Regions from separate parts of the Mus musculus genome. Here all the other regions are linked to region 5. The links are chromatin contacts, called in public ChIA-PET and promoter capture Hi-C maps. All regions are on one chromosome and are shown on one strand. The core of a region is the stretch at or near the end of the contact, and the rest is flanking DNA. Distances in the headings are between cores, read along the strand shown.

Region 1 (2,700 bases), core at 123-2,622, 700 kb after region 5:
ATACTCTCCTGCAAGTAGCCTGATCTGATTAGCATTACCTTCATATTGACCTTCTCCTAAAAGCATGTTTATATCCTATTGAGCATTACCTGCCTGAGCATCCATCAGAGCAGTTCTTTTACTTGCTTCACGCCATTCAGAAATCCTGACAAAGTAGCCTTACATACAGTTTTCCAGTCTTGAGGGGTTAAATGAGCTTCCATCACAGTATCCAACAAAGCCTGTGTAAAGGGAGCTATGGGGCCATACTAGGCCACAGCTGTTTTTAACTCTTTTATCACTTTGAAGTCTAACATTTGATATTGTCTGACTACATTGCCCTGCTGATCAACTATCTCAACTACAGAAAAAGCCAACACTTCAGATGTATCTTGCTCCTCTCTGCAAGCCTGATTCACAGCTTTTCTAATGGAAATTGGCATATCAGGATTATTGCTCTTTCCTGTACTTGATGCACTCTTATTCTTGTAGTTTATTAGTCAATTTCTGAAGCTTAACTTCTAATTCTAATTTATAGACTTGCATGTCCATCTGAGCAGCATTTCCTACATTAGAGGCCATAGGCAGAGCAGAAAGTACAAAAGGAGGCCAATCCTCATTATGATATTTGACAACCTCTTCTTCTAAATCTTCTTCCTCCTCTGCATCTAATTCATCATCAGTGCCTCCAAGTTCTGTCTCCCTAGGTCTATAAGGCGTGCCAGGTCTGTATTGTTGTGCTTTGGAGTTGAGAGTGCCTCTTTCTGCGGAAGCCCTCTCTGGCAGCTGTTCTCCCTGGGGTTCCTCAAGCTGCTCCTGGGCAGTAGCTAACACCTGTGAAGTCTCTTCGTTTTTATTATTATCAATAGCATCTTCTATAAGCACCCACAGACAGAAGGTGATAGGATCTGTCCGAGTGGCTCCTAGAATGTCTCAAATCTATCCTAGGTTTCCTTATTTAAAGTGCTTTCTTCTGAAAACCATGGACTACACGAATCTATTTGAGCTAAAATTTTTTTCTAATGTCTGTTTTGAAAACCCTGCTCCTCTCGCCTGGAGCAGCTCTTTTAGACAGCAGACAAAGGCCTATTTAGAATTTCTCTGTCTCATTGCCCTGTCAACCCTAGGTGAAGTCGGTGTCGGGCCAGCACCACTTCAGCCTAGCTGGTATCCCTTTGAATAAATCTCCTGCAACAACAGTCTCCAAAAGATAAAATTTATGGCTAGCGCTAGCATTAATGCTGTATGTTGCTTACCATGCTTCATGGATACTTTCACTTTTCTTGTGTTTTCTATGGAGCTCCACCCAAGACACCGTTTCTCAGTAGGTTCCCCTGTTTTCAGGCCCTTCATTCAGGTGCCACCTGTAGCCATCCAGCAGCCTCCAGCAAACTGGTTTTACCTGAAAGGGAGGCTGGAAATGAAGGGGGTGGGGTGGGGGGATGACGAGAGAAGAATGAAGCCAAGACAAAGGTTCTGATTAAGGCTCAAAGTTTAATAATTAGCTTTGCATTTATAAAGGGAAAAACCACAAAACCCACCCCCTTCTTCAGCTGGAATATGTTGTAGAGCAAGGTCAACGTAGGCAGCCAAAACAGCTAAGTTCCCATGGGAACCTACAACTGCAGCCAAGACAAATGTCTCTGTCCAGGTTGATAAGACCTGTTGTGGCAAATGTTCAAGGTCTTCTTAGCCTGCTCAAGGCTGGGAAGGTTACAGAGAGTGGAAACCCTTGTTTTGTTCCAATTATTAGAAGAAATGGTCTCTGGGTTTTGGCATTAGTGTGATGTTGGTTATAGATGTTTTAGGATTGTTTATTTCTCTGTTTTACAATAGCGTAGTTTACTCCTTAACAATTTCATATGTGGGATGGAGAGATGGCTCAGCAGTTAAGAGCACTGACTACTCCTTTAGAGGTTCTGAGTTCAATTCCCGCAACCACATGGTGGCTCACAACCATCTGTAATGGGATCTGATGCCCTCTTCTGGTGTGTCTGAAGACAGCTACAGTGTACTCATATACATAAAATAAATAAATATAATCTTTTAAAAAATGTAAACATATTAACAAGTCCGTAGATACCATTAGCACCTGAAAGTTCTAAATGCTAGTGTGCTGTCTCCTGTTACTGGGGTGGTATTAGGAAGCTTCACTGACAAACAGGTTCCAGTTTGTTCTGAAGGCTTGAACTCATATCCCTCACGACAACTGCAGAATCCAAGATAAGTTCAAGACCACAAACTATATAGTTTGAGTGGTCAAAATGACTAAGCCTACAACTGCCAAAATAAGATTTGCTGTTCTCAGAGAAATAACCATAACAAAAATAATAGTTCTCAGAAAAATTCCCCTACCCTACCCCACACTGAATTCCAAGAAAAACCACAAACCACCCTGACCTTGTTGCTAGAATTCCCCTGACGTTGATAGCCATGATTTAATAGCTGTGATGTTAATAGCTGACCCATAAGTTCAAAACATACTGCTGCTTTGCTGACCAACCACAAGGGCAGGCAGAGTGAGGGACTAGGCCAAAGGGTTACTTAGTCACCCTATACAAACCAACCAATGCCTGAAAGGGTTACTTGCTACACCAATTAGAATAAGCCAGCTAGCCGGGCGTGGTGGCACACACCTTTAGTTCCAGCACTCGGGAGGCAGAGGCAGGCGGATTTCTGAGTTCGAGGCCAGCCTGGTCTACAAAGTGAGTTCCAGGACAG
Region 2 (2,700 bases), core at 60-2,559, 530 kb before region 5:
GCTGAAGCCGGGCGCGTCTCCTTGGCGACAGTAAGACCCGCCTGGCTCAGGCAGCACTCTCCAGCTCCTTATCAGGCCGAGGAATGCGTGGTATCCACACTCGCTTGCGCTGGGGCGGCGCCATCTCTCTCTCCTGAGACCCCGACACGCGCGCAGGATGTCCCTATCCTGCACAAAGCAACAGGGGGTGGCCACATTTCTGCACCCCACCAGAGGCCCCCCACATCCAGATTCCTGGGGCACTGGAGAGAGTAACTACAGCTACTTCATTCCCTCCCCCCCCCTCAGTGATGCTCCCATGTTGCCCCGCAGGGGACAGTAGGCTCTGCGGGTGTCGCCTCGGGCATCTAACAACAAGGATAGGGACGGGGGTGGGGAGGTGGAAATCCCCGGGTGAGTCAACCCATGCTCTAGAGGGGGGCGAGGTCCCAACGCCGTGTAGCCCGCGACAACGCGGACTCCACGCCACGCGTGCCTTCCTTCACTCCTACGCCCCATCCCTGAGCTAGGAAAAGGAGACACCTGGACTTTGCAGTTAATGTCCCTTTCCTTCGATACAAAGTGATTCTTCCGAAAGAGAGACTGAAAGAGAGGGGCAACTAACTGGAAACTGAGGCAAAAAACTAGTCTCACAGGCGGTGGGGCGACGGCCTTCGCCGGGGACCCCGCCCATGAACTCTGAAAGCTTTCCCCGCTCGCTCGTCCGTAGCACCTTTCATCCTAGCCGGAGACAGAGAAGAAGGGATGCTGCACCTCTCCCCAACAACCTCACTGCCCCAAACCCTGCTTCCTGAGAACCCCCATCCAGTCTTGCAAAGTCTCCAGCTCAAAGCGCTCGGATTCCGCCTTTCTCTTCAGCGCCAACTTCCTGCCCGAAGGAAGGCGGGGAGCTCAGTCTGGGGGTGCGCCACTGAGTAGGTGGCGAGCTGCCTGGAGTAGTGGGCAGGGGCGCATGGTAGATGATCTGTTCCCTCGGTGCAGCAGAGCCTGGAGCAGCGCGTGCAACGCCTGTACGAGCGCCTGACCCCGGACCGGGCCCCCCAGCTGGGATCTCAGGGTCTCCGTGAACCGCGGCCGCCCAGATCGGAACCTCCCCTCTGCCCCGCGCGCTCACCTGGCTAGGCCGGCCGGGGTCCCTGCCCTGGCCTGAGTGGCCTTGGCGTCTGCGCCCCGGGACAGCCAGTGGTTGGTTTTGGAGACTGTTGGCTGTGCTCGGTCTATGTCCCGGAGTTGGGGACCCAGGACAAGAGAGAGGCGGGCAGAGCCGCTGCCTCCGGCCCCAACTCCCTGCTCGCCCCGCCCTCCTCTCCTCCTCTTTCCGGCGGCGACTTGCAATGAATTCCAGATGTGGCCCGCCAGTTAGCCAGGGCGCGCACGGGGGAAGAGCAGGGCCCCTTTGTCCACACCCCCACACACACACTCCTGCCCTGCTCCTCCCAACCCCCACTCGTGAGAACTGCCGTGGCATGATGTCACGGCCGCGTGACGTCACAGCTCTCTTAACCCAGGTGACCTAGTACTGAAACAACTGTATTCCATTTGGCTTAGCGCCAGGCTAATGCTTGGGACCTGGAAATGGAGGAAATCACACTTACCTACTATGTGAGAACTCAGCAATTCAAGATTAAGCACCTACTATGTGTTTCTACAAGAAATAAATTCCTACACTGTATCATACCCAGCCCCCCAAACAGAAGACTTGGTAAGAACTCCCAGATCCAACTGGGCTTTGTGGCACATATGCCTGTCATTCCAGCATCTGCCACCTGGGAGGTGGGAAGATCAGGAGTTCAGGGTCCTCTTAGCAACCTTAAGCCACTGCCTGCTCAAGACCCTTTCTGAAAAACAACAGGCAGGGATGTGGAGGCAGGTGGTTGAGTGTTTGCCTAGCATGCATCCTCAACACTGCAAAAATATGGAATGGTGGCTTGGGCCTCTAATTCCAAACTTGTGAAGTAGAAGCAGGAGGTTTGTTTTAGAGTTCAAGGCCAATCTGGATCACATGATCCTGTTGGCTCCTTCCCTCCAAACAACTCAGGGTGAAAAAAAAATCCAAAATTAGAGTGAGTGACAGAAGGTCAGCTGTCCAGCTCCACTAGGCAGGGAGGGGAAAGGGCTTGTCTGGAAGCCTGACCTGAGGTCAGTCCCTGGAAGCAAAGTTGGCCTCTGACCTCCACAGGGCACACTGGCATTGCTGCACCTACATTCATTCACTGATACATGTACAATAATAATAAATGCATTTAAAAAAGAATAACAAAACCGGGCGTGGTGGTGCACGCCTTTAATCCCAGCACTCGGGAGGCAGAGGCAGGCGAATTTCTGAGTTCAAGGCCAGCCTGGTCTACAGAGTGAGTTCCAGGAGGCTGTGAGTTGTCAGTGGGTAAGGCCTTGCCTGGGACCCACAAGGTGGAAATTGAGAACCAATTCCTGCAAGTTGTCCTGTGACCTCCAAGGCCTGCTGCTGAGGCACATGCACACACCCACGTACATGTACACACCCACGTGCATGCACGCACATGGGTATAAAGTTAAAATTAATAAATTTTTAAAAGGCGCTAAAGAGGTGCCTCTAATGGTCAAGAGCACTTCCTGCTCTTGCAGAGAACAGAATGTCCCAGCACCCACAGACCTGACAACTTCTGAGTCCAGCCCCAGGGGATCTGACCCTTTCAGCCTCAAGGGCCCGTGTACACACAT
Region 3 (2,700 bases), core at 100-2,599, 630 kb before region 5:
ACCCTCCGCCGCACGCCTTTGCAGCGCGCGCAGCAGCTCCTCGTGGCGACCCAGGCGCATGCGCAGCGTGGCCAGTTCGCTGTCTTGGGTGGCTTCTGAGCTCCTGCAGACGGCGCTAGTTGCCTTCTGCGGGGACAAAACTAGGGTGACGCGGCAACGCGCGGCACCTCCGAGCGCCCTCCAAGCGCCCAGCAGAAGCAGCAGTTGCAGCTTGCGTAGCCTGGCGGTCCCCATGGCCGTCACCTGCAGTGAAGAGGAAAGAGACTACTGTTTTAGCCTAGACGGGTCCCAAAGCTCCAAGGTAGCCAAGGAGAGCTAAAGTATTGATCCCTGGGCGTCACTTCCTACGGTTGTACTCCACAACAGAGCTGGGCTGCAGCTCGCAGCGCAGATTGTCCGTTTACCACAGTTCATACAACAACCAGAATCATTTTACACCCCAAATCCCTCTCCATCCTCGGTTCCGGACACTTGGACCTGGTCACCTCTCCCCTCAGAACCTTCGGTGGCCCCCACTTAAAGAGAAAACTTCCATTTTGCGTGGGGGGCGGGGCGTGCAGGGGATGGAACATCCATCACTCATGCTGGGCCCCTCTTTTCTAATTTGAGACATGGTGTCACTAGTAGCCCAGTCTGTTACCGAACTAGGTTAGGATGCTACTGCCTGGGCCTCTTCATCCCTAGATGGCTTGTGTGTGCCACCATACCAGGTTAATATTCGTGACTCCCCACTCCTGCCCTGCAGAATTCACACCCAGGGCCCTATGCCACCACTCCCAGGCACTCGGGCACACACTTGGACCTGCTCAGAAGAAACCACAAGTGCAAAGGTCCTGGAATTGGATCTCATTTCAGATGTGCTGAAAAGAAGACATAGCAAAGAGGCCTGTGGGGTGGCATAGAAGGGAAGTGAGAGAGCCGTGGAAACTTCTGAGCTAGAGGCAAGGTACATCAACTACAGTGGCTGCTCATCAGGCGTCAGCTCCCAAGCACTGGGCAGTCTTGGGCACATGTGGCCGCCTTCGTTGGCAAGCTTGGAGTAAATGAGAGACCTGGGAGCCTCCCTGTGCCCCCCCACACACAACGTATACACACACACACACACATACACATACATACATACGCACATACATATACATGCACATACATAGACAACATACATACACACCCGTACACACACAATCAAGACCAGATGCACTCTACAAACAGCATCTACCTACATCCACTCCTACCCACTCTCACCTCTCACAGCCCAGACGCTGGCTCCAGTGAGGTTTGCGGCAATTCCACAAAATCTGAGGAAGGCCTGAAGGACCAGGACGAAGGACCGGGAGTCCTTCTGGGTGAGTATCTGGGTGCAGGAGACTGAAAAGACAGAAGCCGAGAGAAGACTTGGAAACCACCCATCCCCCAGAGCATGGATGGAGCCTGGGAGCACAGCAAGTGTAAATATTTAGTATTTCCAGTGTGAGAACCCTGGGCAGAATAGCCAGATCCCCTTGCCCAGGCCTCCGGAGCATGATAACAGAGGCCACTGCCCTACGAGTCTCTTCCTTTCTCTCAGGCTCACAGAGCATGGGAGGCCCTAGGCCCTGGTAGACTTGTGGGCTCCAGACTCAGACAACCATGACAATGATGATGTATCAGTGAGTACCCTGATGCCTGGCGCTGGGGACACCCTTAAAGGGGTAAAACTTTCTCATTTAACCCCAGCAGCCAGTAGAGGTGTGAGCCCCTGCCTAGAATCCCCCAGTGAGGGGCTGGGGGTGTAGCTCAGTAGTAGGACACTTACAAAGTCCTTGGTACCCAATATTGCCAGAAGAAACAAAACCTTAGGATGTGGTAGCACAGACTTAATCACAGTACCTGGGAGGCAGCAGCAGTTGGAGCTCTGTGAGTTCCAAGCCAGCCAGTGAGCCCCTGTCTTAAAAGGGAGTGGGAGTGGGTGTTAGATCGGAACTGATGAAGGCAACATGGAAATAAAAGCCAGCATCAGCTCAACAGAGCAGGCAGTCCTTTACTAGAGAAATGGAGATTGTACGAGGGGCAGGGGGCTTGGAATGTTAGAGGACACAAAAGGGAACATTGCGGAGGAAGATTTTATCTGAGGGTTGTTTTATGTTGACTTATTAGTCGTTAGTCTTCTCCTGGCTCCTGCCTGCAGATGCTCTCATTACTATGTTGGCTTTCTTGTCAGACAAGATGTTTCTGTCCATATGCTACCCAGCAAGTTTTGGAGCTGTCCGAGGCTCTTTGCTTTAGATCCTTGTCTTAGTCATGGTTCTTCTGCTGTGAAGAGACACCATGACCAACTTATACAAGAAAGCATTTAATTGGGGGCCTGGTTACAGTTTCAGAGGGTGAGTCTATAACCATTATGACAGGGAGCATGGCAGCAGACAGACAGATAGACAAACATGATCCTGGAGCAGTAGCTGAGAGCTTGCATGCTACACATAAGCAGGAAGCAGAGGAGTGACCTTTTTGTTTGGCTTCAGACCCTGGGACAGGGGACAGTGTGTGTGTGTGCACACACACACGCGAGCATGCACATGTTTTGCATACCAAAGCAGACCTGGCTTCTTTTTTTTTCTTTCTTTCTTTTTTGTTTCTTTGGTTTTTCAAGACAGGGTTTCTCTGTGTAGCCCTGGCTGTCCTGGAACTCACTTTGTAGACCAGGCTGGCCTCAAACTCAGAAAT
Region 4 (2,700 bases), core at 77-2,576, 860 kb before region 5:
GATCAGATTGCCACAAATTGTGCTCTTGACTACAGTTTTCTTGGCAGTATCCCTTATAAATGTAATCTTTTGTAAAGTAACTTTAAAAAAAAAAATTCTGGAGATAGGGTTTCTCTGTGTAACTCTGGCTGTCCTGGAATTCACTTTGTACACCAGCCTGGCCTTGAGCTTGGAGATCTGATTACCTCTGCCTTCCAAGTGCTAGGATTAAAGGCATTTGCCACCACCACTAGGCATAAAGTAACATTTTAAAGTTCTAATGTATATGAATGTTTTGCCTGCATGTATGTGTGAATGCATACTACGTTCAGGCCTGGTGAATTGAAAAGGTCTTGTGGAAGAGTAGCTAGGGCTCTTAACCACTGAGCCATCTCTCTAGCTCTACACAGATTTTTTTTTTCCTTTTGCTTGTTTGTTCGTTTGTTTGTTGAAACAAGGTTTCCTGTGAAGCCCTGTCTGTCCTGAAATTCACTTTGAAGAGCAGGCTGTTCTCGAACTCAGAGAATTGCCTGCCTTTGCCTCCTGAGTACTGGGATTGAAGGTACACACTAGCACACCCTTTTCCTTAGACTACCAATTGACTAAAACTGATCGTTGGAGCTGTCCACCCCCTCCTACTCCCTTTCCTCATCCTAGTGGTACCGCTCTCACCCATCAGTCACCTGCCTAGAAGCCAGGAGGAGCCCATGGAGAAGGAATAAGTCGAAGTAGGTTCTAAAAAAGACACGGAAAGTGGGTGAATGGACCAGTGAAATGGTTCGCCTTGTGAAAACCAAACGGGACTGGTTTCGCTTTGGACATTTGGGAAAAAACAGTGGGAAGAAGGAGAACTCAAAAGCCAAATTTAGGCTCTACATAGTTAGCCTCTGCATAGTTAGGCGCTGCATAGTCACCAAGGCAACTGCATTGCTATGGCAACGGCAAAGTACAGCAAAAGTACCTTGTATCTTAGTTCCTGCTGGCCACTTCCGCGCGGATGTTGGCGGACCTCCGAGAAAGGCTCAAGAAGGCCGGATTGGCTGCCTCAGGAGCCAGTCAAATAAGCTCTATTTTGTGGCCTAAGCGAACCAAGAGAGCCTTTTGACGCTTAGAGGGAGCCACTTTCCCGGTTGGAGCACCCAATAGACGTAGCTTCCAGACGAGCCAATCGGCAGTGGTGTTGGGAAGGTGGGAGGCTGTGTGTAGGGGCGGTCCGACCGCGGGGGAGTCCAATAAAAAGCTCGCGTGCTCGCGGCTCCGTGTTGCCGTCCAATTGGCGTTTCTATTGGACGAGCCAATCACCAGCGGCGCTGCTCTGGCGCGGGGTCAGAGCCGCGGAGGCGGAGCAGGCGCTGCGGCAGGAGGGAAGATGGCGGACGAGGAGAAGCTGCCACCAGGCTGGGAGAAGCGTATGAGTCGCAGCTCAGGTACCTCTTGGGGGTCGCCCGGGGCCAGGGCGGGGCCTCGCGAGCTCTCGGAAGTTAGGCTGGAGCTTGCCGAGACAGGCGAGTCTCATCACCGGCCTGATTCGGGCATGGAGATCTGGCCTCCTCCGCGGATAACGGGCCCGGAAAGCCAGAAACTGAGGTAGGAGGTGGGGCAGGCACAGACGCGCCCCCGTCCTCGCCCACCGCTGGGCTCCGGTGCTCAGAGGTGACGAGGCTGCACCTCGGGGCTCCCTTGAGAGGAAGAGATCCGGACTCAGTGCAGAGGGCGTGGGCCGCCCTGATCTGAGTTCTCCCGCAGCATCCGAGACACGTGCCTGCTCATCCCACCCCCCAACCCCCATCGGGACCCTGCGGCAGTGATGGCTTCTAACCAGGCCAGTTCGTCTCTGGGTCAAGCATGGTACCAAGCTCTTTGAAAGACTTTAAGTTCTTTCATAAGTCCACGTCGGTGTGGTCTCACGTTCTCCCACTCTCTCTCTCTCTCCCTCTCCCCCCTACCCTCCTCTCTTCTCTCCTCTCCTCTCTCTTCCTCTTCCCCTATCCCCACCCCCACCTCCATATCTCCCTCCCTCTTTTTCCTTGGCTTATTCTCTCCCTCCTCCTCCTCCTCCTCCTCCTCCTCCTCCTCCTCCTCCTCCTCCTCTCTGTAGCTACCCTCTTTCAAAAGAAGACTTGCTCTCATTTTTGAGGTGAGAGAAACTGAGGCCAGGACACGGAAAGAACTCATCTGATAATGCACTTCAGTTACTAGGAATGCCCTGGATTGCAATGATTTTTAATTTTATTTTTATTTTTACTTCTTTTGATCCCAAGCATAGCCTTCCTCGGTGTCAGTGGCAACGCCTAGAGTAGCCTACAAGGACCTCAGGTAGAGCTAGGGTCTCTGCAGCCTACAGAGCTCTCTCAGAATTCTTAGTTATTAAGCATCAGGGTTCTGGACACTGCTTATGGCTCTCTCTGAATTAACCCAGCTAGGTTTAATGTCATTCACTTTCCCCATTTTGTCGAGGGTGGATGTGGAAAGGTATTAGACAGAGCCTCATAAAGACAGGTTACTCTTGAATTCTTGGTCCCCTGCTTCAGCTCCCCCAAGTGCTGAAATTACAGGCATGCACCACTTTGCCCAATGTATTTATTGAGGCAGTCTTTATTAGTAAGACTATACTTAGTGTGTGTGCATGTGGAGAGCAGACAATAACTTGCAAGAGTTTTTTTCCTTCTACCATGCGTAACTCATATCCTCAGGCTTGGCTGCAGGCACTTACCCATTGAA
Region 5 (2,700 bases), core at 149-2,648:
GCTATGTAAATAAGGTTGGTCTTGAACTCACTGGCATCCTGCCTCAGCCTCCTCAGAACTGGGATTCTAAGCATGCACCATCATACCCAGCTCACCTTGATGTCTTCCATTTTGACATCAAGCATCTCTTCTGGCTCCACAGCCTCCGCCCAACCTTCTACCTCCTCCTCATCTTGGAAGCTGTCAAAGATGAGCTCAAAGAACACAAGCTTTTCTGAGATGGTGCTGAAGGAGTTGTCAAAGCACAGCCTGTAGTCTCCGGCCTCAGTAGGCTCCACCCTGGGCAGACAGATGAGACATAGACGTGACCCTGGAGTGACCAGCCAGCTGGTCTGTGGAACCAGTAGGATGGTAACCTGAGGCCACTGGGGAGCTGCAGGGCTGTAACTGAACCAAGGCAGGGCAGGACTTCACTCACGTGTGTACCCCATCAGCCTTTCGAGACTCACTGACCAACAGCACACCCTGAGGGCTCTCCAAGGTGAAGTCCACGTCCAGCCCAGCACCTCCGATCACCTGAAGAGCAGGTAAGAATTGGGGAACTGGCAGCTTTGTGCAAGCCTATCTGCCACAGAAAGCCTGGGTTAAACCGAACCGGGAAAGACCCATGTAAGATCACCAAGAACCTATCTTTAAGAAGAAAAAAGAACAACCACAAATCCCAGGTATTTGCTTGAGATAGAGGAGTAGCGCCTGTGGAGGGAGATTAGTCAGAGCTGCACTTCTACCATAGAGTTAGGAAACTCGGGTCGTCGTAGTTTAGCAGCAAGCGGTTTTTGTTTTGTTTTGTTTTGTTTTAACCCAGCAAGCTATTTGGATTCCCCCAAGGGCCTATCTGAAGACCAACATCCATCCACACCTACAAGGTTTCTTCCCAGTCCCTAAGATGGATACATCCACGTGAGGTCTTTTATCAACCACCCTGCCAACGCCCTTGAGTAGTCTAAGGTGGCTGTCTACCTGACCGCTAACTTAATCGTAACCTACCCAACAGCCGCCAGGAACTTCCCTAGAACCCAACCCAAAGAGCTCTGAGCAGAGCATGCCCCTTCTCTGCAAGACTATTAGCGTTCTGGCCACACCTCTGCCCCGCCCCTCCCGCCTGTTGGCCACGCCCCCAGCCCTGCTCTATTCCGAGCCCGGGACCCCCTCTCTCACCTGGTACTCGGTCTCAAGACTAGCATTGGCCGGTGCGGACTGATAGAAACACTGCTTTCTCCCGGCGGGAAGCAGAAATGTGAACTCGCCGTCCTGGATAGGCGGCGGCCCTGCCTCTCCCACTCCTACTGCTGGCAGGAGTAGCCACAGGGCCAGTGCTACGGCCGCGCCGGCCGCCATCATCCGGGTCACCCTCTACTCACGGGGCGTGGACCCTTTAAGGATTTGTCCTGCCCACCTCTTATTTCGGCAAAGCTCATTGGCTTCGGCTTCTGTTCGACCCCAAAGCCGCGGAATGCTGACTGAAGGGCCCCAGGATGGGGAGCTGCCCTGGTAATTGCCTAATCTGCTAGAAAGCATACTAACGCTACTGCGAACTTCGTGAAACCTACCCAAGTCTGATATCAACCACTGCATTTGGTGGGGGCACTGACAAATCTAAAAATGGTGAAGCACTTCTTTACAGGCAACAATTAAGATGACTAAACGGGGAGGTTTGCAGGTCCTCCCTTGGCACCGCCCGCTCTCTGCCTTCCCCAATTCAAGGTGCTTTTGCCCATTGGTCAATCAAGTGTAGGCGTAGCCCTCCGAGGACGGCGGCTTTGTTGGATTCTGATCTCAACTTGTGTGACGGGTGCGACAGGCAGATATGCCAGGTGCTAGTATTCCAATATTGGAGTTCTGGCGATGTTAGTTCAGTGAGCATGGCCTCCCCCGACTGCTTTTCCTTTACACCTTATACCATCCCTAAGGGGGTGGTGGAATGTTTGTTGGTGAGTAGAATACTGCCTCAGCCTGCGTACAATACATCTCAAACCTTTGGGTCAGCAGGTCCACGTGCATCTGTGCTGACACATGCAGTATTCCAGTACTTGAAAGGCTGAGTCGGGAGGTGGAAGGAGTTCGAGGCCATCCTCTCGAACTGGTATGGAACTACATAGTTCCAGACCAGCAAAAAAATCAAGGAATCTATTTTGGGCTTTGAATGGCTCAGAGAACACAGGCGCTTGCTGCTAAACCTAATGACCTTAGTTTAATCCCCATGTGCTACGATAGTGGAAGGTCAGAATTGACTCCTGCAATTGTCCTCTGACCTACACACACACACACACACACACAACACTGTGTGCTTAGCTCTTGTTCACTTGACAAAATAATCTGGCAAGTTGAGTGTCACTTGAGGAATTGCCTGTTGGGCATTTTCAACGTTGCTGGAAGACCCAGCCCACTGTAGATGGTACCTTTCCTAGACAGGTGGGGATGAGCTATATAAGAAAAGTAGCTTGAGCCGGGCGTGGTGGCGCACGCCTTTAATCCCAGCACGCAGGAGGCAGAGACGGGTGGATTTCTGAGTTCGAGGCCAGCCTGGTCTACAGAGTGAGTGCCAGGACATAGGACAGCCAGGGATACACAGAGAAACCCTGTCTCGGGGAAAAAAAAAAAAAAAGAAAGAGAAACCTCAAAAGAATAAAGGTAATTTACAGCAACCAACATCAGCCTAAACAGAACTCAGAACATTTCCACAATCAGGAATAAAACAAG

The links. Promoter capture Hi-C pulls out the DNA fragments that hold promoters and counts their contacts. ChIA-PET counts read pairs in DNA pulled down with a chosen protein or histone mark. Capture Hi-C pulls out chosen DNA fragments and counts their contacts.
Region 1: a promoter capture Hi-C map of liver shows a contact between it and region 5, with 5 times the contacts expected there. The contact joins the promoter of 1810064F22Rik here to the promoter of Tmed1 in region 5. A contact is called at or near these places in 2 of 39 promoter capture datasets (liver and pre-B cells).
Region 2: a promoter capture Hi-C map of liver shows a contact between it and region 5. The contact joins the promoter of S1pr2 here to the promoter of Tmed1 in region 5. A contact is called at or near these places in 8 of 39 promoter capture datasets (the C10 cell line, the HPC-7 cell line, cranial neural crest and 4 more) and 1 of 9 other capture datasets (liver).
Region 3: a promoter capture Hi-C map of liver shows a contact between it and region 5, with 2.7 times the contacts expected there. The contact joins the promoter of Angptl6 here to the promoter of Tmed1 in region 5. A contact is called at or near these places in 1 of 39 promoter capture datasets (cranial neural crest) and 2 of 9 other capture datasets (adipose tissue and liver).
Region 4: a contact with region 5 is called in an RNA polymerase II ChIA-PET map of memory CD8 T cells, with 5 read pairs. The contact joins the promoter of Pin1 here to the promoter of Tmed1 in region 5.

The regions. Positions count from the first base shown.
Region 1 is chr9:22,212,488-22,215,187 of GRCm38.p6, forward strand. 1810064F22Rik (RIKEN cDNA 1810064F22 gene) reads right to left here and starts at 1,373. Exons shown (of 2, transcript NR_027981.1): 1 at 1,236-1,373.
Region 2 is chr9:20,975,484-20,978,183 of GRCm38.p6, forward strand. S1pr2 (sphingosine-1-phosphate receptor 2) reads right to left here and starts at 1,310. Exons shown (of 2, transcript NM_010333.4): 1 at 1,115-1,310.
Region 3 is chr9:20,878,361-20,881,060 of GRCm38.p6, forward strand. It overlaps Angptl6 (angiopoietin-like 6), which reads right to left and starts at 1,350. Exons shown (of 6, transcript NM_145154.2): 1 at 1,243-1,350; 2 at 1-243. The coding sequence starts at 234.
Region 4 is chr9:20,650,792-20,653,491 of GRCm38.p6, forward strand. Pin1 (protein (peptidyl-prolyl cis/trans isomerase) NIMA-interacting 1) reads left to right here and starts at 1,327. Exons shown (of 4, transcript NM_023371.4): 1 at 1,327-1,406. The coding sequence starts at 1,349.
Region 5 is chr9:21,508,836-21,511,535 of GRCm38.p6, forward strand. It overlaps Tmed1 (transmembrane p24 trafficking protein 1), which reads right to left and starts at 1,399. Exons shown (of 4, transcript NM_010744.4): 1 at 1,159-1,399; 2 at 419-516; 3 at 96-279. The coding sequence starts at 1,341.